Linked DNA regions of Mus musculus: region 1 is linked to region 2. Evidence: chromatin contacts called from public Hi-C data. All regions are on one chromosome and are shown on one strand. Each heading gives the region's core, a stretch centred on a gene start, on an enhancer-like site or on the middle of the called end of the contact. The rest is flanking DNA. Distances are from core to core; before and after follow the strand shown.

Evidence for each region. Hi-C and Micro-C count contacts between places; a contact is called where the count stands out from the background.
Region 1: a Hi-C map of stem cell-derived neural stem cells shows a contact between it and region 2, with 2.2 times the contacts expected there. The contact joins two enhancer-like sites. A contact is called at or near these places in 2 of 39 promoter capture datasets (cranial neural crest and hippocampal neurons) and 17 of 484 Hi-C or Micro-C datasets (the G1E-ER4 cell line, cerebellar granule neurons, cerebellum and 10 more).

Annotation. Positions count from the first base shown.
Region 1 is chr1:194,813,885-194,819,194 of GRCm38.p6, reverse strand. It overlaps Plxna2 (plexin A2), which reads right to left. Exons shown (of 32, transcript NM_008882.2): 32 at 2,326-5,310. Among named protein-coding and RNA genes, the nearest start is that of Mir3962, 5.5 kb to the left of the region's middle. Within about 2 kb of position 2,089, at least 110 of the 459 cell types and tissues checked have an H3K27ac peak or open chromatin away from gene starts, as enhancers often do. A contact at or near this core is called in stem cell-derived neural stem cells, where this site is marked.
Region 2 is chr1:193,446,894-193,452,055 of GRCm38.p6, reverse strand. No RefSeq gene overlaps it. Among named protein-coding and RNA genes, the nearest start is that of Gm31753, 29 kb to the left of the region's middle. RefSeq lists an enhancer at 1,871-2,727. Within about 2 kb of position 2,320, at least 113 of the 459 cell types and tissues checked have an H3K27ac peak or open chromatin away from gene starts, as enhancers often do. A contact at or near this core is called in stem cell-derived neural stem cells, where this site is marked.

The sequences.
Region 1 (5,310 bases), core at 840-3,339, 1.4 Mb before region 2:
ATTAAAAGAATGGAGGCAATTTTAGGCAAGCTTTTCATTACATTTAAAATCCATGATGCATTTTAATAGCTTTGAGATAGCTATTCTCTCTTAGATCTTCTAGAGATCTAGAATTGTTGGTGCACAGATTTACAAACTTGAAAAGTAAGTGAAGTACTCAGAAAATGACAGATATAATTTATGTAGTCATTAAACTGGACACTTGAAGGAACTAGCTCCAGGAAAAGAATTCAGCCTAGAAATTGCCCTTTCCTCCTGGAGAGTTTGATCCTGCAGTTGTTTGTGGTTTTATCTGTCTTCTGAAATACTCACAAAGCTGTAAATATTGTAAGACAATTTGCTTTAAGAGACCTGGGTTTAGGTGATATGGGAAATAGAATAGTACAAATGGCTGTTCTTAGAATCTTTCTTTGAAGAAGACAGAGCCCATGCTAGGGATTGAGGCACACCAGCTCTGACCTGACTTTAGTTTTTGTTTTGGTTTACTTTGTCTTTTTTTCAGGATGCTTTTGACACAGATGAGAAGGAACTGTGTCATCTTGGGGTACTGAGGCTAGAGTTTTGCAGCTGTGAAGTGTTAAATACTAAGTAATATTAAATGTTTTAGGATTGTTATTTCTTGCTGAGCCTTCAATTATCTTCATTGTAAACACCATTTTAATGCTGACTATGAATGATTTAAATTTATGAGTAGGAAGTCTTTTTACAGAACCTGCCTTTATGCCTGACATCCTTGAACGAGAAACTGTCCTGAAATAGGCCCTTTAAGGGCAACTGGACAAACTGACTTCACGGAACTCCACTAGCTTTGGACACATTAAAATCACTCTGAAAAAAACTATAACTACAGCTGAAAATGAGTTCTAGCCATTGAGACCTGGGTTTAGGTGCAAGGTCAGTCCATGAGCAGGCAGTAACAGAAGCCGGTGTTAGCTCACCAGGGCTACTGTATTGTGTGTCACACCTTCATAGACATGGTGGACAGCAGAGGATGACAAAATGGGGATATGCCCTTCAGACAAGCTATGGTATTGAACACAGTGCACACTGTTTCCACTCAGGCCTCGGCACTGTACTGTCCTTTCATTTCAGGGGAGGAGAGGGGGAGTGAGAGATGAATGCACAGGAATACAAATACATAAAAAGCACTACCAGTTGCTGAGTACTGGGTAGAAAATCTCAAGAATTATTTCTTTGAGCCTGTTGAGGTGGTATATACCTAAAATCCCAGTACTCCCTGGCTGTATGTATGTATGCGTGTGTATATATATATATATATATATATATATATATATATATATATATATATGTGTGTGTGTGTGTGTGTGTGTGTGTGTATGTATATATATATATATATATATATATATATATATATATGAATATCTATATACTAAAATGCTCTCGTTTCCAAAATTCTGTTTAATGAGTACTAGGGTTCTTTATGTGTGTTGGATGTTCAAAGTCAGGGATACCCTGCTTCTCAGAAAGTCCTTCTGGTCCTGTTTTCTAATAGAAAAGGATGAGAAACTCCTGAGTACACTTGGCTGGGACAGGTTCTTGAGTCATTCTCATCTAATGTATCTCACCAGTAAGAGAGTGAAAATGTCACACATCACCGAACTGCAGGATAAAAACAGGAAAATAAGGGTAAAGGGAGGGTCATATCACCCTCAGTTTAGAGGGAGTTTGAAGATTTCTTCTCTTCAGGCTCATTACAGAACAGTGGAAGTTCTCCTGCTTCTAAGATCCATTTTTTTTTTCTGTTCACAACTCCCCAATCAGGGGCTGTCTTCATATTCCTCCCCTGGGCTGGATCTAAAAGTACTCACCATCTGGCATCTTTCACTTTATTCACTTTTAATTTCTGAAGCAAATATGAACACCACTATCTATCTCAATGCTTAACGGAAAGTCTCCCTCAGAATCATCCTAAGCAGTAGGAGCAAGGGCCAGGCTTCTCTCATTCACATTTCATCCTAGCACTTAATCCATGAGTGAGTGTTGTTTTTGGAAGGGCTGGTCCTGGGGAGAGAGGTGACACTAGTCTAAGAACTCACTCTGGAAAGGAGCCTATAGCCTCCCCAGAGGCAAGCTGTATTCTGAAGTCCTGGGGCTAGAGGGCAGTGTTCATCCACTGACATGCCTGGAGCAGGCAGTGTATGCACGTGTGTGATGAAGATGGCTAGACATGAATAAGCTCTGGCTCCACAGTTTTCTCAGATTCATTCACAGCAACTCAGTTGCTCTTTCTGACTATCTGCTTCTTGTATAGACCCCAAAATTATTCTATACCCATGTGGCCAAATAACTGTGCTTATATGAAGATTTAAGATTTTTTTTTAATCCAGTAATCTTTATTTATATATAACAACAGTACAAATTGTGTCCTTGGCTTGCAAAATAGGAGTTTCATATTTACAATAGGTACATGATAATATATTAGATAACAAAACCCCGCTTTATTGGAACATTTTAAATACTTCATTTTCTTATTATTTCATAACACCTGTAAAAACAACAAAACCAGACAACCAGCATTGTACTTTCTTAAAAATAGATATAATACAGATTCCAGTGTGTCATGGGGAAAGGTCTGAGTAGGAGAGGATGAGGAGAGGCAGCTTGGCTCAAGGCCTTCATGTGCCTGCATAAAGAGCTTGTCCCTTTCTCTCCCATACATTCAGGAACTTTGGTCCTGTTTGGTGGGGACCACACTTCTTTATGCGTGGATGTCAAAATGGAGACCAAGCGTGTCAAAATGATGACCTTGACTGAGTCTCAAAGAAGCTTCTTACTGCCTTCTCTGTGTTCCTAGGGACAGAGGCAGGGAGGAGGCAGCTCAGTCTGGGGAGATGGTATGGGAGAGGAGAGTGAGTTGTGAGCCTGTGCAAGGCAGGAGACTCTCTATTTTGTTTATTGTGTTGAGGCCTGTCTGACAGGCATTGGCCTTGCTTGTCTCTTGTAACATTCCCTAGACTAGCTAGAAAGTACCAAGAGAATTTTACTTTTTATTATAAGTGTCACTGGGCCTTAGATACTAAATCTTCACTCTAGGGAATGAGTAGAAAAGATAGAAGGAAAAGAGATATGGAGTATGAAACAGATGCCACTATTCTATGAGCACATTCCTAAGACAAGGCATCAGGAGGACCTGACCACCTCTTCCAGCCTTCTTCCCACCATAAGATCTGCCCCATGCCCTAGGTCCCTGAAGCCACTTTGCATTTCCTCACCCTCCTGGCCCTCTGTATCTCAATTCTTCACTGTCTTTGTCGAGGATTCAGGGCTCTTAGCTGTGACACAATGTGGTTGGAAAGGGTCCTTTTTGAGTAACTGCCAGCTTAGTATTGCCAGGCAGCAGGTGAGATTACAGATTTGGCAGTTGTGCAGTGTCTGAGAACTGGATAGCTAGAGGCTTCCAGCAGTCTCTGCTTGTTGTATCAGGACTGCTAGCAGCCTCCTCTGCTTTTATCTCATGTGCAGCAGGCCCAGGGGCCTTAACTGCTAATTTCTATTTTCATCCTGGTAGAACTGAAGGAAGGTCAGGAGCATAAGCAGCAAGGTTGTGCTGACTAAAGAGGTGGTAGCAGTGTGTGTGTGGGGGGGGGGGTCAGCCTTCTTCCTTAATGACACCCCATTTTCTATGCACCTAGTGTTTTCTGCTGGGGAGGGTGGGAAAACCATCCTGCTGCTATATTGGTGGTAGGTCTAGCAGCTTGGAGAATCTGCATTTGCTGAAAGAAGGACCTTTGAGGTCTTATTCACCCTGGTCTGTAGGACCTTTAAGAACTTGGCAGACGATTAGTACTTAGGATTGTTCTCCAAATGAATGAGTGAAGGACACAGTTCCCTCTTTCGGTATGATCACAGTGTGCCCATGAGTTCAATGACTGCACTCTATAAAGAAAGAGGGATCAGAAGTAATTTTGAGATTCAAACCACAGAAAGAGGTAGAACATCAGACACAGAAGTGCCTGATCCACACAGAAGGCAAGAGGTGTTGTTCAGTTGAGGGATAAATCTTAATACAGTCCTCTAGAACTCTGTCTTGCCAAACCCTCTGCAGTCCTATTCCTTTCCTAGAGAATTGCCTTTTGTGTAGATCAATGAAATAAAGTAAAGCTAGGTAGGTTTAAGAGAGAATTCATGCCTCCCCAAAGATAAATGGCTTTTTGAGGGGAAGGGTGGTAGCTTTAACTTTTTTTTTCTTTTTAAACAAAAGGCCAAAATATCTTCAAGTTGGATAACAGCAAGAACAGTGACCAATCAACTTTCTCTCCTCTCCACCAGGGAGTAGACTATCAGTGACTAGTAAACTAAAGCAAAGAACTGGTGGAATGATAGGTAGAAAGCTAAAATGAGAGCAAGACTCTACAATAACTCACCCTCCTGGCATGGCATGGCCTCTCTCTAGCTGAATTTTCCTCCTTAGTTTTTCTATAATTGTGCCCCTTGGCCACTCTTCTTTTTCAGCCCAAGTTGTCCAACTCATGGAATCCTTAGCAAAGTGTCTAGACTATCTTTCAGGTTGGCCCTTCTCCCTTCATCTACATTCTTTGATTTGCTCTCTTCCCATCATTCTCTCCATACTCTCCAAACATCTTCAGTGAAGCATGCCAGAGGCAGTGAACGGGTACCATAAGTGGCTGCTGGGATATACCAGGTAGGCACACTGAAAAGGGTGTGGGTAAGATACTGTTGAAAGGGATGTAAAACATTTTCTTTTTTTTTTACTTCTTGATGAACAGCACTCTCGACATCAGCCTGAGCAGTAGCAGCTGCTCAGAAAGTCTTTAACGGTGCTGAGATGGAAAAAAAGGCGAGCCAGAGTTATCCTGTCTTCTGTTCCTATTCTTGTTTTGACTATATCATTTCTTTCATTTTCAAAATTCTAAGTTCTAAGATGATAAGCTTTGGGTGATATGAGGAGCAAACACTTTGGCTTGGTGTGAAAGGCCAGTCATTAGTTTTTTTTTTTTTCCAGGATATTAATATGGCCCCGAAAACTTTAACATGAGTAGATTATCAGAAGAAAAGTGGCCTTGGCATGGCTGGTTGTGAATCATCATAAAATCAGCAAGTTTCCTGAGTATTTTGCTGAATGCTTTTCTCTCTCCACTTGTCAGTTGCATTCAGGCAAGAAACAAGCTGAACAGCCCAGACAGCTTCAGCTATATGTGAGACAGCTATCTGAAGATATATACATTCCATGGAAGCCGCCTTCTTGGCTTTTCTTCTTTGCCCTGTGCAGGCAGTCAGATCTGGTGAGCAGAATCTCAGATACTGGAATCAACTGGAAAAATCAGCTGA
Region 2 (5,162 bases), core at 1,071-3,570:
AAGTCAGATACCTCAGAAAGAACATGGCCTTGTGTGGAAACTGGGTCATTGCTGATGAGATCAGCTAAGGCGAGGTCATGTTAGAGTAAGTTAGAAAAACCATCTTTTTTTCTGGCAGTTGTCCATATAGAAAGAAGAGATGGCCAGGGGGAAGGCCTTGATGGCAGCAGCAGAGTTGGTATTTCACCAGAGGCTCTGGGAGGTGCCTCATGGATGCCTTGATTTAGACACCAGCCGTGAGAGACTATATTCTTATTTAAGCCACCAAGCTGTGAGGCTGTGTTAAGGCAGCCCTTATCAGGCAGAGGGTAGTCAGTGTGTCTGCAGAAATCATGATGGGTGGGGGGAGGGGAGCAGGAGGGGAGGAAGAAGGGGGAGAGAGATTTCAATGGTTCTTATACCAGGATGAATCATCCACTACAGAGAGCTCAAAGCCACAGGGGGTGTGAGCAGAAATTCCCCAAAGAAGAGTGTAATAGAGTTGGGTACTGCAAAGCAGGCCTATGGAGCAAAGCTTTGCCCTCATCCTAATCAAAACCACCTCTGCTCCCAGCAAAGAGAAACGACAGATGCAGTGTGTACCAGAAACATGTTAAAGAGGGGAAGAACCAAAGAATACCTTAGCCACCCAGCTGGCCCAGAGGGAGGGCATCCTAAGGACTCTAGAGTTTCCATTTTAATTCTAGAATGGGCTTGGGAAAATCTAGATAAATTGCTTCCCAGTAAGAAAAAAAAGAGAAAAAGGAAGGAGTTTTCCTGGTATAAGAAACTGTAAGTCATCTCCCAGCACACGTTCTGCCAAAGAGACCTGCACCCATCTAGACCTGGTCTTCCAGAATCCTAGCAAGCTGGGCTCTGAGTGGATGCCAGGGAACTGATGTTCAGGACTCACTCCCAACCTCCAGGACCCTTGGGGCAGAGACAAGCAGTCAGAGACCGAGGGAGCAGGAAGGCTTGCTTCATTCAGTCCTTCTCAAGGAGCCTGCACACACACACACACACACACACACACACACACACACACACATCATCCTGTCGAATAGGGGTGGGCCACCACGTTGCTTAGCTACAGGGGCTCTGTGAGGGAATGTGGCCCAGGTGTATGTACAGAGAGGTTTCCTAACTTTGTCTTTCAAACCACCCCTCACTAACCCCACATGGATTCTCTCATGGATGCTTAGGAAATGTCATTTGTCAGCTCTTCCCCCACCAGGTGGGAGAGGCTTCATGTCATGTTCCTTTATCTTCCCACTACAACCCTCTCCATGGTGCACCAGGGCCATTGATTTTATCTTTGACATTCTCTGCTTGAAACTCTGCTTGAAACATATTTCCTTCGTAGCAAAGCCCACATCATATTCGGCTATGAAACACCCATGCCCAGGAAAATGCCCAGTGTGTCAGAGTTCCTCTTGTGAGGTCTGGCAAACAAGCTGATTAATTAATTGATGAGTTTACCAGTGTTGATCGTTACGAGCTCTTGGAGTCAAGTGTCTGGCGCTTACAGAATTCTGTGACCTGGCACTTTACAGATTTGTAGCTCATCTGTCCTTAGCCACCAGCATACAGGAGGGAAGGAGGGCGTGGGGACAGGAGGAAGGACCTTCAAAGCTCTACGCCCCTAGGCGATCACCTGGGGTGCATCAGTCACTGTGGATAGCTCTCAGATCTTATGTCAGGGAGGCACAAAAGCCCAGGAAGGGAATGGTACATCAGGCCCTTCCATGTTCACCCTGTGGCTGTGCTTCTAAATGAAGGAAAACTGAGCAAGAGAAAAAAAAAAGAAAGAAAAAACCAAAAAAACAAAAAACTTCTGAACTCAGACAAGGTGATAATAAAAGACAACCAGGGTTTTATGAAGATGGCCCTGGACAAAGAGGTAGCAGATGGTGTCTGACTCAGTTCCAATACTTTGCATCTTCAGTGAGGTATTGTAGCCTCTTAGAGCCTCCAAAACTGGGCTAGTAATCCTGCCCTAGGTCCTCAGGTGGCTGCCCAACTATTCTGCCTAACAACTCTGCTACAGGCCCTCCAGCAGCTGCCCAGCCATCCTGAACGACTCTAAAGAGACACCCTCAGGAAATACAAGGCTCGGAATTTTCTCTATCTTAAAGTGACTTCCGGAGCCCCCAGGACAGTTATTTTAGAAAAGGTTGAAAGTAAGTTTTCAGGCCTGTGGGCTAATGCACTTCCCTCCGAAAAGAGTGATTCTTAGAGGCGCTCAGAAGCTGGGAAGCTAGCCATAAATAAGGCTTATCTGGCCTGTCCTGCATTGCCAAAATTCTTTTGTTCTGAAATTTAAACAAAGACAGACCTGATGTTTTACTGACCCCTTGTGGACATAAGAGGAAATGGATTTTTCCGGCAGATTTGTATCTCCTGTCATGACTAAGGAAGCCCAACTTTCAACCTCACTGGCCTGATGGAATCCCACAAACTCTTCCATCATCATCCCAGGACTCCCAACTCCTACCCCAGGCACTGGCAGCCATCTCCACTGACCAGCTAACTGGCACTTCAGTCTGTCTGGAGAGCCACTTGACAGCACAATGCTAGATAAGGAAGGCACTGGCATAGTCCCAGGAAGCCATTACAGCACAGACTGGAGTTCCTTCCCTGCCAGAGACTCTGACTGGAGTAGGGAGCGCTGGGGATCTACATCTTACCAAGCAGCAATTCTGATTCCGTGTATTGTTCTGCAGGACCAACCTGAAAATGTCAACATGCTCAAGGTCCCTCCTCTCAGCAGTGAGGAAATTAAGACATTAAAGGGCTGTTCAGTCAGGACTGCCAATAAAGCATGTAAAAATCAATAAAGTCACACAAGCATGAAGGCCTGGGTTTGGTCTCACACCCAGGTAAAAGTTGAACATTATCCTAGTCTGCCTTCTATTGCTGTGATAACCACCACGGCCCAAAGTAGCCTGGGGGAAGGGGTTTGTTTGGCTTATACATCCTTACCTCAGACTATTATTGAAGGAAGTCAGGGCAGGAACTCAAGCAGGAGCAGGGGCAGGAACTATGTGGGAGTGCTGCTTAGCGGCTGTTCTTAGGCCCACAGTTATCTTACCTTTCTTATACAGTCCAGAACCACCTGCCTAGGGATGGTACCACCCACAGTGGGCTGGGCCTTCCCACATCAATCATTAATCAGGAAAATGCTCTACAGATGTACCCATAGGCCAATTCAATGGAGGTGTTTTCTCAGTTGCAGTTCCTCTCCCCAGATATGACTAGGTTTGTGTAAGTTGACAAAACTAAACAGTACAGGACTTATGATGGGCTATGGTCCCAGCACTGGGTTGGGCCAACAGTTGTGGTGGGCCTATGGTCCCAGCACTGAGGTAGACCAACAATTATGGTGGGCCTATGGTCCCAGCACTGGGGTGGGGCAACAAGAGGATCCCTAGGGCTCACTGGACAGCTAGCTTAGCCTTATTTGTGAGTACCAGGTTCAGTGAGAGACCTTGTCTCAAAAAAAACCAATGTAGGGCTCTTGAAGAATCACACCCAGGATGACCTCTGTCATCCGTCCATGTGTGTGTGTGTGTGTGTGTGTGTGTGTGTGTGTACATGTAATCACAGGTATCTGAGGAGGCCAAAGGCAACGGGTAAAGTTGGAGTTATAAACAGCTTTAAGTCACTCATTGTGGATGCTGGGAACTAAACTTTGGGCCTCTGGGAGAGCAGCTACTGCTCTTAACCTCAGAGCCACCTTTGATAGTCTTTATTCTGTAACCTCTTTATTCTATGGTGTAAGAGGTTACACTGGGGTCTACCAGGAGGCCACCCACCCCACCTTATAGGTGTGAAAATGGAGGCTGAGAAAGATGAAATGATAGGCAACAAAAGGCTTCAAGTTAGTGTACTTTAAACCTGAATGTCCCCCACTGCACCAATCCAATCCTATAACACTCAACCCTGATGCAACTGAAAAGCTGTCGAATTCTACACTATGTGATTCTATAGGTTAAAATTTCCTCTTGCTCTGTGGAATGAACTAAGGCCAAAGCCATGGGTATGCTTTATACCTCCGTGCATATATTACAATATGTCACATGTGATACCCATTTGCTATGCTGCAATACATTCTCAGGGAATCCAGCAAAACCGTAGCTTTAGGGTCTGCAGGCATGCTCGTACATGCATATGTCTGCACGGTCTCAAATATATGCATGTGCACACACACACACACACAATCTATCTTCAGAGAAGGCTCTGAAAGTGCAGATGGTAGAGAGATGACTAAAGCCTGCTATGATTAGACTATCCTGGGTGGTTTTAATCCAAAGGAAGAGAATAAAGAATTCTAAATAAGGAGTGATCAAACATGCAGTTACTTTTGCTTGTTCTCGCAGCCTTGTTAATATTACTGCAAAGGGATTTTCAAAGCACAGGTTCTCAAAAGCATAGAAACAAAATGATACAAGCAACAAAATGTTAGAAGCTGCAAAACAGAGTCGTACCTTAATGACTAAGCAAACAAAATGTTAACCCGAAGCCAGCAGTAGAGATACCTCATAAGTGAGGCAGTCTATACCGACAGTACTACAAAGGCTTGGGGACTCACAGAGCAGACACCACTCTGGAGTGTGAAGGAGGCTGGAACTGAAGACAGGAGGTCATGTCTCACTGAGGTCACATATACTGGTTACTCTTCTCACCCTGACAAGAGGCCTGATGGATAGTATATGGCTCACAGCAGTGGCAAAGGAATGCCACTGGAACACTTTACATCTTAGCAGTTTGGGGGGAAGCAAAAAGGGAGGGAAAGAGGGAAAGAGAAAGAGAGAGAACTCAGGCCCACCATACAGCAACCCACTTCCTCTTGCTAAAACCCACTTCTTAAAAGAAACTCTTAAAACAGTGCTACCAGCTGCAGACTAAATGTGCATCGAACGAAGCCTTAGTCCCCAGCTAGAAGTGGTCAGAGATGCCCTAGTTTGTTTCTCTATTGTTGTGATAAACTTCTCACCAAAAGCAATTTGGGGAGCAAAGAGTTTCTTTGGCTTATAAGTTGCAGTTTGTCTTAGAGGGAAGTCAAGGCAGAAGCTGAAGCCGAGAACACAGAGGTGCAGCTTGCTCTCCAAGACTTGCTCACCTTGCTTCCTTATACCACCTAGGCCCACACTGCCCAAAATGGGCTGGGCCTTCTTCCATCA